Linked DNA regions of Mus musculus: all the other regions are linked to region 3. A link is a contact called in public HiChIP or PLAC-seq and promoter capture Hi-C data. All regions are on one chromosome and are shown on one strand. The core of a region is the stretch at or near the end of the contact, and the rest is flanking DNA. Distances in the headings are between cores, read along the strand shown.

Region 1 (4,655 bases), core at 1,747-4,246, 320 kb after region 3:
CCTGCCAGGGTGCTGGTGGGTACCACGAACTGTGACTGTGTGGCAGGGATTACACCACAGCACACAGTGGTGATATTGTGCTGGGGCACGGAGGAGGGACGGCAAAGTTGGTTAGATTTCAGGGAAATTTTGAAGAAGGGCTCGGGAAGGTTTGCTGGCTGATTCTATCTGGGGTCAATGGATGACTCATTTGCTGAGTTTGGGAAGGCCAGGGATGATGGCCCTGATGGAAATGGAGAGTGGCCGGGAGTTGAGGTAGTTAGTAAGGCCGGGATGCTCTGCAGGCGTGCACACCGTGGGACTCACGTTCTCATCCTCCTGAATGTCCAGGGTGTAGGTTATCACTTCCTCAGGCGAGCAGCCTTCTGGCCTGCTCCACTGCAGGGTGATCCAGGTGACGCCGGCTCGGACAAGCCGGGGTGCCAAGGGCATCTGCGGGATGTTTCCCAACGTGTAGCACACGACCTCCTGGCTGTAACCACTGTGGGGGAGTGAGCACAGGAGACATGTGGGCACTGTGTCAGAGGGATCCTGTATACAGGAGATGGCCCAGTAGAGCTTCAAAGTGCCACAGTGGGCTCTACAGTCTGCACTTACAAGAGCACGGCAGACCTGAGAGAGTAGGCTGGCCGTTTTGCTTCCCTCAAAAGCACACCATGGCACTGTATTTACTAAGGTAAGAGCAGCGGCTACAGAAGGACTGCAAATGAAGGCGGCACCAACAAGCGACTCTGCTGATGGAACCTGAGTCTCACAGTTTTCCAACTCTGTGAGTGCTTCTAATTCATTTAAAAATTGCTCAACCATAGACGCCTTTATCGTGCCGACATTTCCAGTCAGAAAACTCTTAGGATATATTGGTTTCCAGGCACTGGGAGGAAGTTCTAAAAACTCTGTGATGTTTCAGAGAGGTTCTCTAGGCTAGGGCCACTGCATGGCCTAGTCTTTAAGATGCACTTATGAAAGAAAGAGATTTTTCCTCTTGATCAAGCGGTATCTAGCAAGAACTGAGACATCTATTTTCAAAGCCCCTTAATCAACAGGCCCCTAGGTTAGGAGTGGTTTCTTTCATTCCTTTGGCCGCCTGCATAGAGACATCTGTAGCAGAGGCAGTCCAGGTTTTCTCTGTTTCTGCGACTTGATAATAGCTGCTCAGCAGCCCTCAGTATCAGCAACAGTCACACAAATGAAAAAGAAGGCTCTGGAGGACTGTCCCATTAAAAGTGAGGTGGAAGCCGGGCGTGGTGGCGCATGCCTTTGATCCCATCACTCGGGAGGCAGAGGCAGGCGGATTTCTGAGTTCGAGGCCAGCCTGGTCTACAGACTGAGTTCCAGGATAACCAGGGCTACAAAGAGAAACCCTGTTTCAAACCCCCCCTAGCCCCCTACACCCCACCCCCCAAAGTGAGGTGGAATAGGAGCAGGTGTTGGGGGAAGGGCAGCTTCCTTTACAAAGCTCTCCTGTTGCCTTCCCCCATGACAGCAGTGAGGCTGAGAGAGGTCCAGCTAGGCCGGCCACCTCAGAGGCCTTCTCTCACCTCAGGATTTGCTCTCAGAGGTGCTCCGTGCAGAGGCAGCATCCTCACACCTTCAAGCAATGTGAGAGACTGCCAGAGCCATGCCCTGACATTTGACAGGCAAGGAGAAAAGGAGACGCCATACCTGGTGCCGATGTCGTTCCGAGCAGCGAGCCTGAACGTGTAGCCCATGGCTGGACAGAGCTTTGTCAGTTTGCAGTGCTTCTGGCTTCCAAAGAAACACTGTCTGAAACCACTGTTTCTCTTTCCCTGGAAGGACACAGAGACTGTTCATCTACCCGAAACTCACCCAGAACATAGCACTCTCCATCTACCTGTTTATTATCACTACGCTTATTCATTCATTCATCATTTAAACTTAAAGTTACTGTGTGGATGGATGGGGGTTTGCCATGACATTTCCAAATGTATACAATTGTAAAAAAAACCCAAAAACCAAAAAACAAATTACCATAAGAAAATGAAGGAATATTTTAAACAAAAGCTGAAATTTCTAGTTTGGATGAATTAAGACAACAGGAGGTGGGTATCCCGAGGAACCGGCATTGAACATGAAGCACCCCACATGGAAGTGCACTCTAAACACAAAAGCCACACAGACCTGCCAACGAGGCCCAGAGCCCTTCGGACTTGGGCGTCTAACAGGGTTTAGTTGATAGCATAGGATGAAGGTCAGTCCCAGGGCGATGTGGCAGGAAAGGCGATGTGGCAGATAAGAACTGCGGTCACTAAGATGCTCCTCACTTGCGTGGGTGGCCGTGGCCATTGAACAAGGGAGAGTTGCATAGAGCTAAGGATCGCACCTCGGAAGTGGCCTGGCCTTTCTCAGGAATCCTCACACCCCACCCCACCCCCATCTGGGCAGCTGGCCTCCCTGCTTGTCTTGTCTCTTCTGTCACAGTGGCTCAAACCCCTGGATACACCCATCACGGTGGCCATGGTGAGCTGTTTGTTTACTGGTTCCTAAATACTGGCCACAAGCCTTTGAGTCATCCTGTCCACATCAGGAGCAGCTCAAACTCTGCAGAAGGACTTATCATTGTTTGATAAGACTTGGAATATTGGTTGAATGCCTATATCTAACCCCACCCCCCCACACACACATACACACCCAGACAGATAGACAGAGACACATACAAAGAGTGAGGGAGAGAAAGAGAGAGAGAGAGAGAGAGAGAGAGAGAGAAAGAAAGAGAGAGAAAGAGAGAGAAAGAGAGAAAGAGAAAGAGAGAGAGCGTGCGCATAAGCATGTATTCATTCTAAGTTTCTTATGAAGAGTTTTCAAGTTCTTCTGTGTAAAAAGAAAACCTGTCATCATGTAGAGTGCCTGTCAGTCTGTCTGTCTTTTGTCCTCGGGGTTGAGCCCTGGGTTTCAAACATGACAGGCAACCATTCCATTGCTGACTCACTCCTAACCCCCTCATCCCATTTCATTTTAAGACAGAGTCACCAAAGGTCCTTAAGCCGGCCTTGAGTTTGTGATTCTCCCTCACCAGGCTCCTGAGGGAGCTGGGATACAGCCTGAGACTCTAGACTCAGGTCTGCGGCTGGGGTCTCATGGTTCTACATTTAAGGAAAAAGACCATTTAAGCTGGGCCATGGTCAGAGACATAAAAATTCATATGAGCAGTTTTATGAACAGCATTTCCACTCACAATGAATATTATCTTATTGGTCGATCATGAAACAAGGAAACATACTACCCAGGCACGGGGGTGAACACCGGCAACTCCAGCCCTCAGGAGGCACAGGCAAGATGATCACCAAAAATCTTGGACCAGCCTGGTCTACATATTGAGTTGGAAGCCAGCTAGGGCTACATGGTTAAGACCCTGTTTAAAACAGAACCAAACCACCTCACATTATTAACTAACAAAGGCAAAACAGAGTGAATGTTCTCGCCAGGTCCAGAGACTCCAGGAGTATGTCTGAAACTCGCAAATTACTTCCTAAAGCAGGAAGCCAGCAGTTTTCTTCTAAGCCAATTTAAGAATCTCTTTTCTGTAAGCAGGCTCTGAATATAGACCGCTGAAACACATTTCAGGTGACATGTAATTAAGAAGAAACACACTAGAGCAGACAGACTAAACATAAACACGCAGTATCCACCCAGCAGTGTAAATCCCATTTATAATCCAGCTCCCCGTCTCCTCCCCAGCCAGGAGGGCACTGTCTCAATGGAAGCCCTGATGATCTGTAAGATTTAAAGCTCACTCTGCCAAGGGTTCAGACACCTTGAGGTGCAGGGTGGACGGGTGGAGGTAAGAGCACGCACGTCCCAGCATGACAGAGCAAAGCCACTGTGTGGCTGGTACACTGGTGACTGGCACCGGCTTTCACCTTGGATGCGTGGATTGATACAGTAGATCTACTCATGGGGATGCTGCCTCTGTGTACATCAGCAGTTCTGGCCAGTGTCCGGTTACACTACATGTGCATCCTGTGTGCTCACAGTCAGTCATCTTAGCAGCAGTGAGATCTGCCTGCCTTCCTCCCCTGTTTGTGAACCCAGAGCAAACAGGCTGAAAAAGGCACACCCTGCCCTTGAGTTGCTTTCCCTTCCACGCCTGTGTGGGTTCCCCTCAGAGCCTCATTTCTCCTGTGCCTATATTTGGCCTCCGTTGCCCATTTCTGGTACTTAGAACTATAGCCAGTAAATACAAGTCGGCCTCTTCCTTACTAGTTGATTTGCTTCACTGTGCAAGAGCCATTCCGTTTACAACGTTAAGGGTAGTTAATCACCAGAAGGTAGATTTCTCTTTTCAAGGTATCACTAGAGAGCTGGAGATGGAAATGCCCCAGATCCCGCACGGCATTTGCCCTGACATTAAAAAGCAGCAACCCAGCCTCTATGGACAAACTATCCAAACTTTTCTTATTTATTTTTCCTTTTACATAGGGTGGGCTTGTGGATGTGACTGCAGTTCTTGCTATGGCCAGAAGAGGGCATCAGATCCCCTGAGACAGGAGTTACAGGCAGATGTGGGGCATCTGGTGGGGGTGCTAGCACTCACACACAGGTCTTCTAAATGATATTAAATGCCGAGCTCTCTCTAGCTCCAAGCTTTCTTTAATAACAACCCCTGAGATGTGCTATGATGTACATAGAACTTAGGA
Region 2 (4,370 bases), core at 622-3,121, 300 kb after region 3:
TGCAGCTGGAGGTATAGGTGGCTGTACCAGGACTGGGACTTGAACTCGGGTCCACTGGAAGAACACTATGTGCTTTTACCCTGAGCTCCCTTCTCTAGCCAGGAGTCAGGGAGTTTAGTTTAGACCCTTTTGATGGATTCCACCTTACTCAGGATGAAGATGCAAGCCCTGTATTACAGAAGCACAGAGAGAAGCTGTATGCTGCCCGTCACTGCATCTCAGACACACCCAACAGCTCTTGGACTTCTTCGTCCACTGCTCTTAATGTCATTGGCTCTACTGGCTCCTGGACGCTCCTCACGGACGTCAAGCACCCCTTGATGCCCGCCCAGGACCTGTGCCTTTGCTCCTCATGCCCAGCCTTTCTCCCTGACACTGTTCATCTCAGGTCTTCCCTACAAAGTCTGGCTGAGCATCTAAGTGTAATCACTTCTTATCCCAACCTCCATGGTCCCTTCCCATCGTCACTCACAGCTCATCACTAACATAGTTAATGGATTTGTGTGCCTGCTTCACTGTAAAACGTGACAACTCAAACAACGCCTGCTATGGAAGACATGCTCCTTAAATGTTATACAAATATTCTTCTCTTTCAAAGAATAAAATATTTGGCAGCTTTCTTATAACAAGAGGAAAACCAGGCCTGGACAGTTGGTGCTGTGGCTGAGGGTCCAGGTTTGATTCCCAGCACCCACGTCTGCTGTAACTCTCCTTTCAGGAGATTTGGCTACTGGCCTCAGGAGGCACTGGAGATATGTGATGCATTTATACACACACATGTAGAACACTGATACACTCGGGGAAAGGAAACATTTCTTTCAAAAGATAAAAGCCAGATTCATTTAATCCAGAGAAATAGAAAAACTAGGGAGATAAATTCTAATTTTTAGGGCCTAAAACAAAGCTTAAGGTTCTTTCATTTATTAACTGAAGACCAACAGAGCACCCAAAACAGAAGACAGACTAAGGATATTTGCTTCCACGAACCCCCACTAGCTCTGGATGATAAGGTTCTGAGATAGTACTGTTTCATTATGACCCCCTCAGCCTTTCCCCTAAGAACTCTAGCCTAACAAACTATTTTATGAATCTATATTTTAAGATCTAATTTAATTTCTGTTCTTTTGCTGTGCTGGAGATTGCAGCTGAAGCCTTGTGTGGCAGCCTGGATGCTCTTGGCAGTGGGCGGGGAGGGAGAAGGCTTTCACAGTGGGAATTCAGCTCAGATCTCCAGGGCATCATTTAACAGGTACAGTCGTCTGCGGCCTGGTCCCTCAGTGAGCAGATGGGGTGGGAACGCTGAGTCACGGGATGACTGTCCAGGCTGTACTGCTTAGCAGGGGAAGTGTGGGGAAAGCTACCCAGGCCCACACCAGGCACCTTAACTCCCCAGTGGGAAAACGCCAACAAAGCAGCAGTTCCCCAATTTTTCTAAACTTATTTGTGCTAGTTTTAGGCTCACAGAAGGACTACAGGAAAAGGAACAGGAAAAGGAACATCTGCTTCCTCTAGAAACCACTTTTCACTTGCTTGAGGGTAACGATAAGAAACCAGGCGACTGGGGCTGGAGACACAGCCGGCTCAGTGGGTAGGCACACCGGCCGCACTTCCAGAGGACCTGTGTTCACTTGCCAGGGCCCATGGGGAAGCTCACAACTACCTGTAACTATAGTCCCTCTTCAGGCCCATGTGAGTACTGCATGCACACGGGACACAGACAAGCAGTCAGGTAAACACTCAAACATATATAATAAAAATAAATAAAATCTAAAAAGAAAAAAAAAAGTTGAAAGGCAGAACCGACCTGGAGAGTATCCTCAGGACAGCACTGTGAACCACTGAGGCCTAATCAGACCCACCCACATTCCCAGCCCTGCTCCTTTCCGCCCCAGGGGTCTGCCCACTGTCGCTCTCTCTGCCCACAGCAGGCTTGGCTGTGTCGAAGACTCTTGATTTACAGACTTCTAATTCAGAGCTTACAAAGGAAACGTAAAATCAGCTTTTACTAAACAGTACTACAGCCATGACAAGTGCCTCTTTGGTATTTCTTTTGTGTGTGTGCATGGTTGGGGCAGCGGGGAGCGGCACACTGACACTTCTTAATGACATGACACTCCTTAATTCAGATATCCTCAAGGAACAAGTCACAAATTCCTGAGCAAAACAAGAAATGGCTAAATACCAAACTGTATAGTTATGAAAATGATATTTTGAAATGTCAAATAATTCAAAAGAATATTCAGGGTTGGCTTGACCACAAGGTAATGTCAAGTGACCGCAATCTGCAGTGTTTATATAGCTCACGGGTGACAGGAAGTCAGCAGATGGGCGAGGCTTGCTCCTGGCAGCCTTTCTTCAGCCCAGTAATGGAGGTACAAGAAGTGCTAACCTCCTGCCACAGGTAGGGTCTGATTCAATTCAGACAAGCACAGGCATTTAAAAACACTTTCTACCCCTGACTGCCAACCCAGAGACACAGGGCTATTATTTTGCAGGTTCTATTCTGATCGTGGTGTCTTTTAAAACATAGTTTAGGGAAGTCAATACTGAGCAAAAACATGATCCTACAGGAAAGAGGGAGGCAGAGGGCACAGAACTAAAGCGGCGAGGCTCTGGAAACACAGGACAGGGCTCTAACGGACAGCAATGTGCTGGTTGCTCCCTGTACCTTCCTCCAGTGACTCAGCCTCATTGACATGGGATCAGATAATGTGCTGTGACCTGCATTCATTGACACAGGGCTAATGACACCACGCATGGCCCATTCACAAAGGAACAGAGGGCATTGCCCAACAAAGGCATTTAATGAGAAATGTTTATGATGAAGCAGGCCCCCAAACACAAGAGAAAAGGCTTTGGTTCATCTGGAAAATTAATTTACACAGGGAACACCTCTGCCAGGAGGCCAGGACACTAAGTATATGTCTCCTGCGCCACTTGCTGCAGGCCTGAGCACGGCTACATGAGCTTCTTTATCTACTGAAGCTGAAATGTGCTCCAAGACAGGCTGCCTCAGGGCAGCACCTGTGGCGACGATCCTTCCATCTCCCCTGAGCATCCTTCCGCCCCAAAGAAGCAGTGTTCAGAAGTCACTTTTGAATACATGGGAAGAAACGGATACTGACCTGGGAGTCCCAGTATATTGAGCGTATGTATATAAAAGGGAAAACCCAAGTTAATAATGTAAAGGATATGTGTGATAACTAATAATCTTAGGGTCAGACTATGAACCAGTGCTCCTGATGGTACAGTGTGTGCTCCCAGACAGAAGCTTAAAGGTAAGCAGCCCGGAATGGTCTTGATACAGTAAACGATCAACTTGAAAGACCCGACCTCACTAGGAACGTGGCCTTGGGGCCTGACTGTGGGGACAATAGATTTATGTGTAGGGGTGGCACTATCCCAGGAGCGGGATCCTGGACTGTGTAAGTGGAGACAGGAAGCAGAGTCAGCGTGTGCTCAACAGCGGTATATCAGTTTCCTGTCTGTGTGCCAGTTCCAGGTTGCTTTCACAGAAGTGGGATCGGAACGCATCTGTCCTGGGAAGTGGGAGCCCCGCCCCTTGGGTCTAGTCGCTTGTCCAGTGCTCTGAGAACAGTGTGGATCATCGTGCTACTGAGAAGACAAGCAGAGAAGATCCTGGGCTTTCTCTAACATGTTATGACCTCCTAGAAGAGATAAAATCATCTGTGAAACACCTAGTGTGTGCAAGGAGTTACGTATGTGTGCAGATGTGCCCGCTGTGTGTGTGCACACATGTGTGTGCGTATGTGTAGGACCCAGGTCAACATCAGGTGTATTTCCTCTGTTTTCCACCTTACTTCCGGAGACAAAGTCTTTCATTGACAGTGGAGCTCAGCAGTTTGGCTACTGGTTGCCCAACAAGCTCTCTGGAACCCACCTGTATCTACCACCCCCCAACCCCAGTGTTGGAGCCACCGACAAGTACTACAGCACCCAACTGTTAGGAGTCTGCTGGGGGTCTGAACTCGTGTCTTCATGCTTGTGTGGTAGGCACTGCTCTGAGGGAGCCATGTGCCCGGCCCTTCAGAGGACTTTCCCTTGTGATCCCTCCTCTATAGCCTTCAGCTGTTTTCCTGAAATACCTTCCAGTGAATATCTGTCACTGGGAGTAGAGTCGGGTGCTCACCTACCTGTAGTCTGCAGCAATACTGTGCAGCAGGCAACAGATCTCGCATCTCAAAGCAGGTGTCTGGACCATGATAAACGAGTTCTAAGGACTGTTCATCTTCTCCCCACTCCAACCTGTATTCGGAGATGTCGGCACCAGGGCTCGCAGGGCTCTGCAGGGCAGACGTTTGTAGTTAGTCATTACACCGAGATGAGAGCACCAGACCCCAGGATAAACC
Region 3 (4,521 bases), core at 982-3,481:
AATAGGTATTGAAAGGACAAATAACTATTCATTCATACAATATTCATAACTTGGTATTGTTTGTCTTATCCACGGCAATCATTTTTAAGTCTCCACAGGAGAGCTCCAATGGTGTCCTTACTCAGAAGCAAATGACCAACTTCATACAGCCCTCCTACCTCCCCTAAAACTCATCTCTAGGATAAAATACACGGCTCTAAGTCACTTAAAGAAATGTTACAACATGACTTCTATCAACATTCTGCCAGATACCCATAAATCAGTGTCTTGATCAGCCATTAGAGAAGCTTGAACCTGTGAGATGAGAGGGGGAGAGGGAGTGAGGGGAAGGGGAAACCAGGAGAGGGAAAGAGGGAGAGAGGGAGAGAAGGAGAGAAGGAGGGAGGGAGGGAGGGAGGGAGGGAGAGAACTATTTTCAATGTTTAGAAAAAAAAAATTTCCCCTTTAAAAAAAAAAACTAAGAGTCAGGTATAGTGGCACATGTTTTTAATCTCAGAGCTTGGGAGTCAGACACAGGTGGAGCTCTGAGTTCAAGGCCAGTCTAGTCTACACAGCGAATTCCAGGACCAGCAGAGCTATAGTGCATCCCTGCCCAAACAAACAAATATGCCTTAGCCTTCTGAAGTGTTCACTACCATGTTTGCTTTTTTTTCCAGGAGAAAAAAAAAAAACATGTATTTTTATTTGTTTTTCAATCTCCCAGTCCAAAGGGGGAAAAGTGTGGTAACACAGCCTACAATTATGTGCAACTGTGTGCCAAAGCTTTACAATGCACCTTTAAGGATACTTTTAGTTTACATGATCCTCTTAAAAAAAAAAATCACCAAACAACTGACAATGTGTGGCCTAAAATTCCAGCACCCACAAAACAGAGGGAGGAGATACATAACTAAACCCTTTCTCACTACACCCCAAAACACTGGAAATGCTTAAATACACAGATCATTTATTACCAAAACAGCTCCATAATATACAGCAAAAGAGCTACACGCTACACTAGTGATACAACCAGCATCTAGCACCCAACATCACCGCAAACTTAAGTGCACCAGGTCACTTTCTTCCTTTTCACATATTCTACAGACCTTTTAAAAATAAACACAACGGAATCGTGATCATAAAAACAATCTATCTTTGACTCGGGATGTGACTCAGCTGCAGTCAGTGTGCATGAAGTCATCCGCGGGCACCTCAGAAACCAGGTAAGGTGAAAGTACACCTGTAATCCGAGCACCCAGAAGAGGGGGTAGAGGCAGACAGAGTTCCTTGTCACCCTAGGCTCCACAATTCAAGTCTATGCTGGGGTACCTGAGATCTTGTCTCACAAACACATGGATTCTTTTAAACAAATAGTCATTTCAGCTTTTCTTTTAAATAAACCTTTTTTTTTTCCATAAACACGTCACACCAGAGTAAGGAACCCAAACTACAATAGTGTATACGTTATTGATAACAGTGCAATTAGCGATTCTCATTTACTTAGAGCTCAATATTTTAGTCACTATCTTAAATCTTTCCCTTGCCACTTTTTAACGCTTGCAGCCATCCTAAAAGACAAATGTCACTGTCATATCCAGTTTGTGGCTAAGGAAGTTGCTCACACAGCGACTCCTAGCCGGGTCTAACTGAGGGAGCTAAGTTAACCGCTAACCACACACATCTGTGGCCAGGAAGGGGCGGGGCGGCCTGTGTTTTATATTTTTAAAAATTGAAAATCGGAATTCTACAGGAATTCCAGAGGGAAACCACAAAACAATCAAGGCAGCTCGGGGCTGCGGCGGGCGGGCGGGAGGCCAAAATCCCGGTCCCAACTGCGCCCTTCACCCTGAGGCGCCGGACAGAAGCAGAATAGATAGAGAGCCCAGCCTCCCGCAAGGAAGGGCCGGGACGAGAGCAGAGGGCAGGACAGGAGGCGGATGTGGGGAAGGAGGATGGAGGGGAGCGGGACAGACAGGTACGCAGCCGTGGGAGCTCACCGCGGCGGGGGCGCCGGCCTTGGTCGCCACGGCCCGTGCTCAGTTCCGGGTTCCCGAATCCCTTCCCGTCCCCCACTCACCCCGCAGTCCTCACCACGCTCAGAGATTTTAAAAAGGAACCACGACGGCGCAGTCCTCGCTTATCCTTCTCAAACACTAAGTCTCCCCCTCACAGGCGCCGCCATGGCTCGAGAGAGGCTGCCGCCTCCGATTCAAAAAAATCCAGTCGCTCTCTCTAAGAGCCATGCTGATTGGCGCGCTCTGTCAACCTCCTTTTGATAGGCTGGAACCTCGGGCGGACTGCCGATTGGTCAATCCCAACGTCTGCCTTCGGGAGGCGCCGGCTGATTGGTTGTGAGTGTGTTTCAAATCCGGTAAACGGCTGGAGCGTGCGAACGTCGGCGGAGTGCCCGGATGTGGGCTTGAGGAGGCGTGGCTCTGCAGCGCCTCTGGATGCAGCAGGTGTTTCTGTGGTTACCGCTTGTTTACTCCGTAAACAGCCCAGTTCCTGATGAACGGTCTCTCTGCCATCACCTCCAACTTCAAGAAAAAGTACCAAGCACCGCAAACCGATCCGCTCTTACTACTAACCAGATTTTATTTTTGAAGACAAGCTTGCATCTGAGTAATTAATATAAAAAAGTGTATAAGGAGATTTTAGAATCTCCTGAAGCAAAACTGCTTCTGGGTGGGTTGCTCCCTCCCCACCCCAACTCCCAGCTTAGGAATGTTAGTGACTGTGCTTGGAAGTCTAGAAAAGAAGGGATTGTTTTACCCCTGGGATCAGTATTGCTATTTTGAAATTTGTTTCTAGATGGAATGTTCTATAATACAGTCGCCTAGGCATACACTTCTAGCTGGGTGTGGTCTCAAAGCCTGTACTAAGGAGGACAAGACCAGCCTAGGCTATAGGAGACCAGGACTCAAAACAATTATTTTTCACTTTCAAAACCTTACCAAGTGTTTGGATCGGTTGCTAGGCCCCAAATCTCATTAAGAGGTTTTTAAAGCACTTTTGAAATTTAGATTGATAAATTTTATGTGTCTTTTTGCCTATACATATTATTTTTTCCTGAACGTATGTGCATTTGTGAGTGCCTGCTGTCCTTGGACATAGGAGGAGGCCAGATCCCCAGAGACTGGAATTACAGAGAATGATGAACCACCAGGTGGGTGCTGGAAATCAAACTCACGGCCTATGTGTGAGAAACAAACGCTTTAAACCACTGAGCCAACTCACTTTAAGCCCAAAATCTACTTTAAAACCAAAAGAACTTCTTGACAGCCTAAGCAGTTCGACAAGTCTACGGTGAGTTCATAGAATGAGTAAAACAATCTATAGTTTTGTCTGTCTGGTTGGTTGGTTTTTAGGGTTTTTTGCCTACCAGTATCTATGGCCTGCCAATCACTAGAATTCCGCACTAGCCTTTGGAGTGGAAGAAAGGAAAAATCGGCCTGGACCTTGCCCAGAGAAGTGTGCTTGCAATTTAAACTGGGGTGTGTCTGGCATTCCAAGCATTCTCCTCACTAAAGTAGAAGGCAGCCGCCTCCTTTGTGCCCTGCCCGAGGAGAGCTAGCTTCCCAGTCTGTTGGGTGAGAGTGTAGGATTGCAGTGCAGGAAGGCTAGCTTAGCCTCTTACAGCGAGGGCAGCCCTTTGGTGAGAAATGAACAAGAGATACTATCTTCACCTGCAGGTTGTTATTTACTCGGCAAATCTGTATTAAGTGTAAGAAAGTATTTGCTTGGGGGAAAGCATGAATAAGGGATAGACACAGCCTGTCAGAGTTGGGGGCTGGGAGGAATGATGTAATCCCATCACCACAGAGAGGGGAGCTACAGTTCAAGGTCATTCTAGGGTGCATACCAACTTCCAGGCCAGCCCAGGCTCTGTGAGGCCCAGACATCTTTAGACATAAAAATATAAAGAAAGTCAGATATAATAGATGGGTGTAAAGAAAGCCTAATATAGAAAACACTCTATGGGAAGTGCTGTTTTTTTCTTTTTTGAGGAAATGCTGACAGGAAGCATTTTAGATAATTGTGTGAGAGATGATTGCTGCCAATCTGTACCAAGCAGGGTGCAGATCCTGGTGAAATAAGGCACAGTCCTCTATCTTTGAATCCCTACTCCGGAGTGTGTATGTGGGGGGAGTTACTTGGAGGTCAAAAGAAAAGAATCTGTTCTTTCCTTCCACTGTGGGTTTGAGGAATCTGGCTCAGGTCATCAGGTTGTATTGCAAGAGCTTTTATACACTAGGTCCTCTCACTGGTACGTTAATGGGGGGGGGGGGGAGTTGGGAAGGGTTAAGGGGTTTCTCGCCAGTTAAGAGCTCTTGTGGCTCTTGCAGAGGACCTGGCTTTGGTTTCGAGTATCCACATGGTGGTTCAAAACCACCTCTAACTCACTCCAGTTCCAGGGGATCTTCCATCTTATGCTTTCTTTTTTTCTGGCCAAATGTGAGGATTAGACATGCAAGTGATATGTATACATACATCCAGCAAAACACTCATACACAAAAAATAAAATTTTCAAATCTAAACATG

What was found. Promoter capture Hi-C pulls out the DNA fragments that hold promoters and counts their contacts. HiChIP or PLAC-seq counts read pairs in DNA pulled down with a chosen protein or histone mark.
Region 1: an H3K27ac HiChIP or PLAC-seq map of extraembryonic endoderm stem cells shows a contact between it and region 3. The contact joins the enhancer-like site here to the promoter of Ect2 in region 3. A contact is called at or near these places in 1 of 39 promoter capture datasets (pre-B cells), 1 of 484 Hi-C or Micro-C datasets (embryonic stem cells), 3 of 115 datasets of contacts at active chromatin or transcription factors (DN3 thymocytes, extraembryonic endoderm stem cells and memory CD8 T cells) and 1 of 9 other capture datasets (liver).
Region 2: a promoter capture Hi-C map of the HPC-7 cell line shows a contact between it and region 3, with 2.6 times the contacts expected there. The contact joins the enhancer-like site here to the promoter of Ect2 in region 3. A contact is called at or near these places in 4 of 39 promoter capture datasets (the C10 cell line, the HPC-7 cell line, embryonic stem cells and 1 more), 1 of 484 Hi-C or Micro-C datasets (embryonic stem cells), 4 of 115 datasets of contacts at active chromatin or transcription factors (DN3 thymocytes, double positive thymocytes, memory CD8 T cells and 1 more) and 2 of 9 other capture datasets (adipose tissue and liver).

What each region holds. Positions count from the first base shown.
Region 1 is chr3:27,468,560-27,473,214 of GRCm38.p6, forward strand. Fndc3b (fibronectin type III domain containing 3B) reads right to left here. Exons shown (of 26, transcript NM_173182.3): 12 at 1,663-1,787; 13 at 307-481. Among named protein-coding and RNA genes, the nearest start is that of Gm32738, 12 kb to the right of the region's middle. Within about 2 kb of position 2,997, at least 15 of the 459 cell types and tissues checked have an H3K27ac peak or open chromatin away from gene starts, as enhancers often do. A contact at or near this core is called in extraembryonic endoderm stem cells, where this site is marked.
Region 2 is chr3:27,452,295-27,456,664 of GRCm38.p6, forward strand. It overlaps Fndc3b (fibronectin type III domain containing 3B), which reads right to left. Exons shown (of 26, transcript NM_173182.3): 21 at 4,155-4,304. Among named protein-coding and RNA genes, the nearest start is that of Gm32738, 28 kb to the right of the region's middle. Within about 2 kb of position 1,872, at least 42 of the 459 cell types and tissues checked have an H3K27ac peak or open chromatin away from gene starts, as enhancers often do. A contact at or near this core is called in the HPC-7 cell line and memory CD8 T cells, where this site is marked.
Region 3 is chr3:27,151,647-27,156,167 of GRCm38.p6, forward strand. Ect2 (ect2 oncogene) reads right to left here and starts at 2,232. Exons shown (of 24, transcript NM_001177626.1): 1 at 2,057-2,232. It overlaps 1700125G22Rik (RIKEN cDNA 1700125G22 gene), which reads left to right and starts at 2,380. Exons shown (of 3, transcript NR_040548.1): 1 at 2,380-2,664; 2 at 3,094-3,285.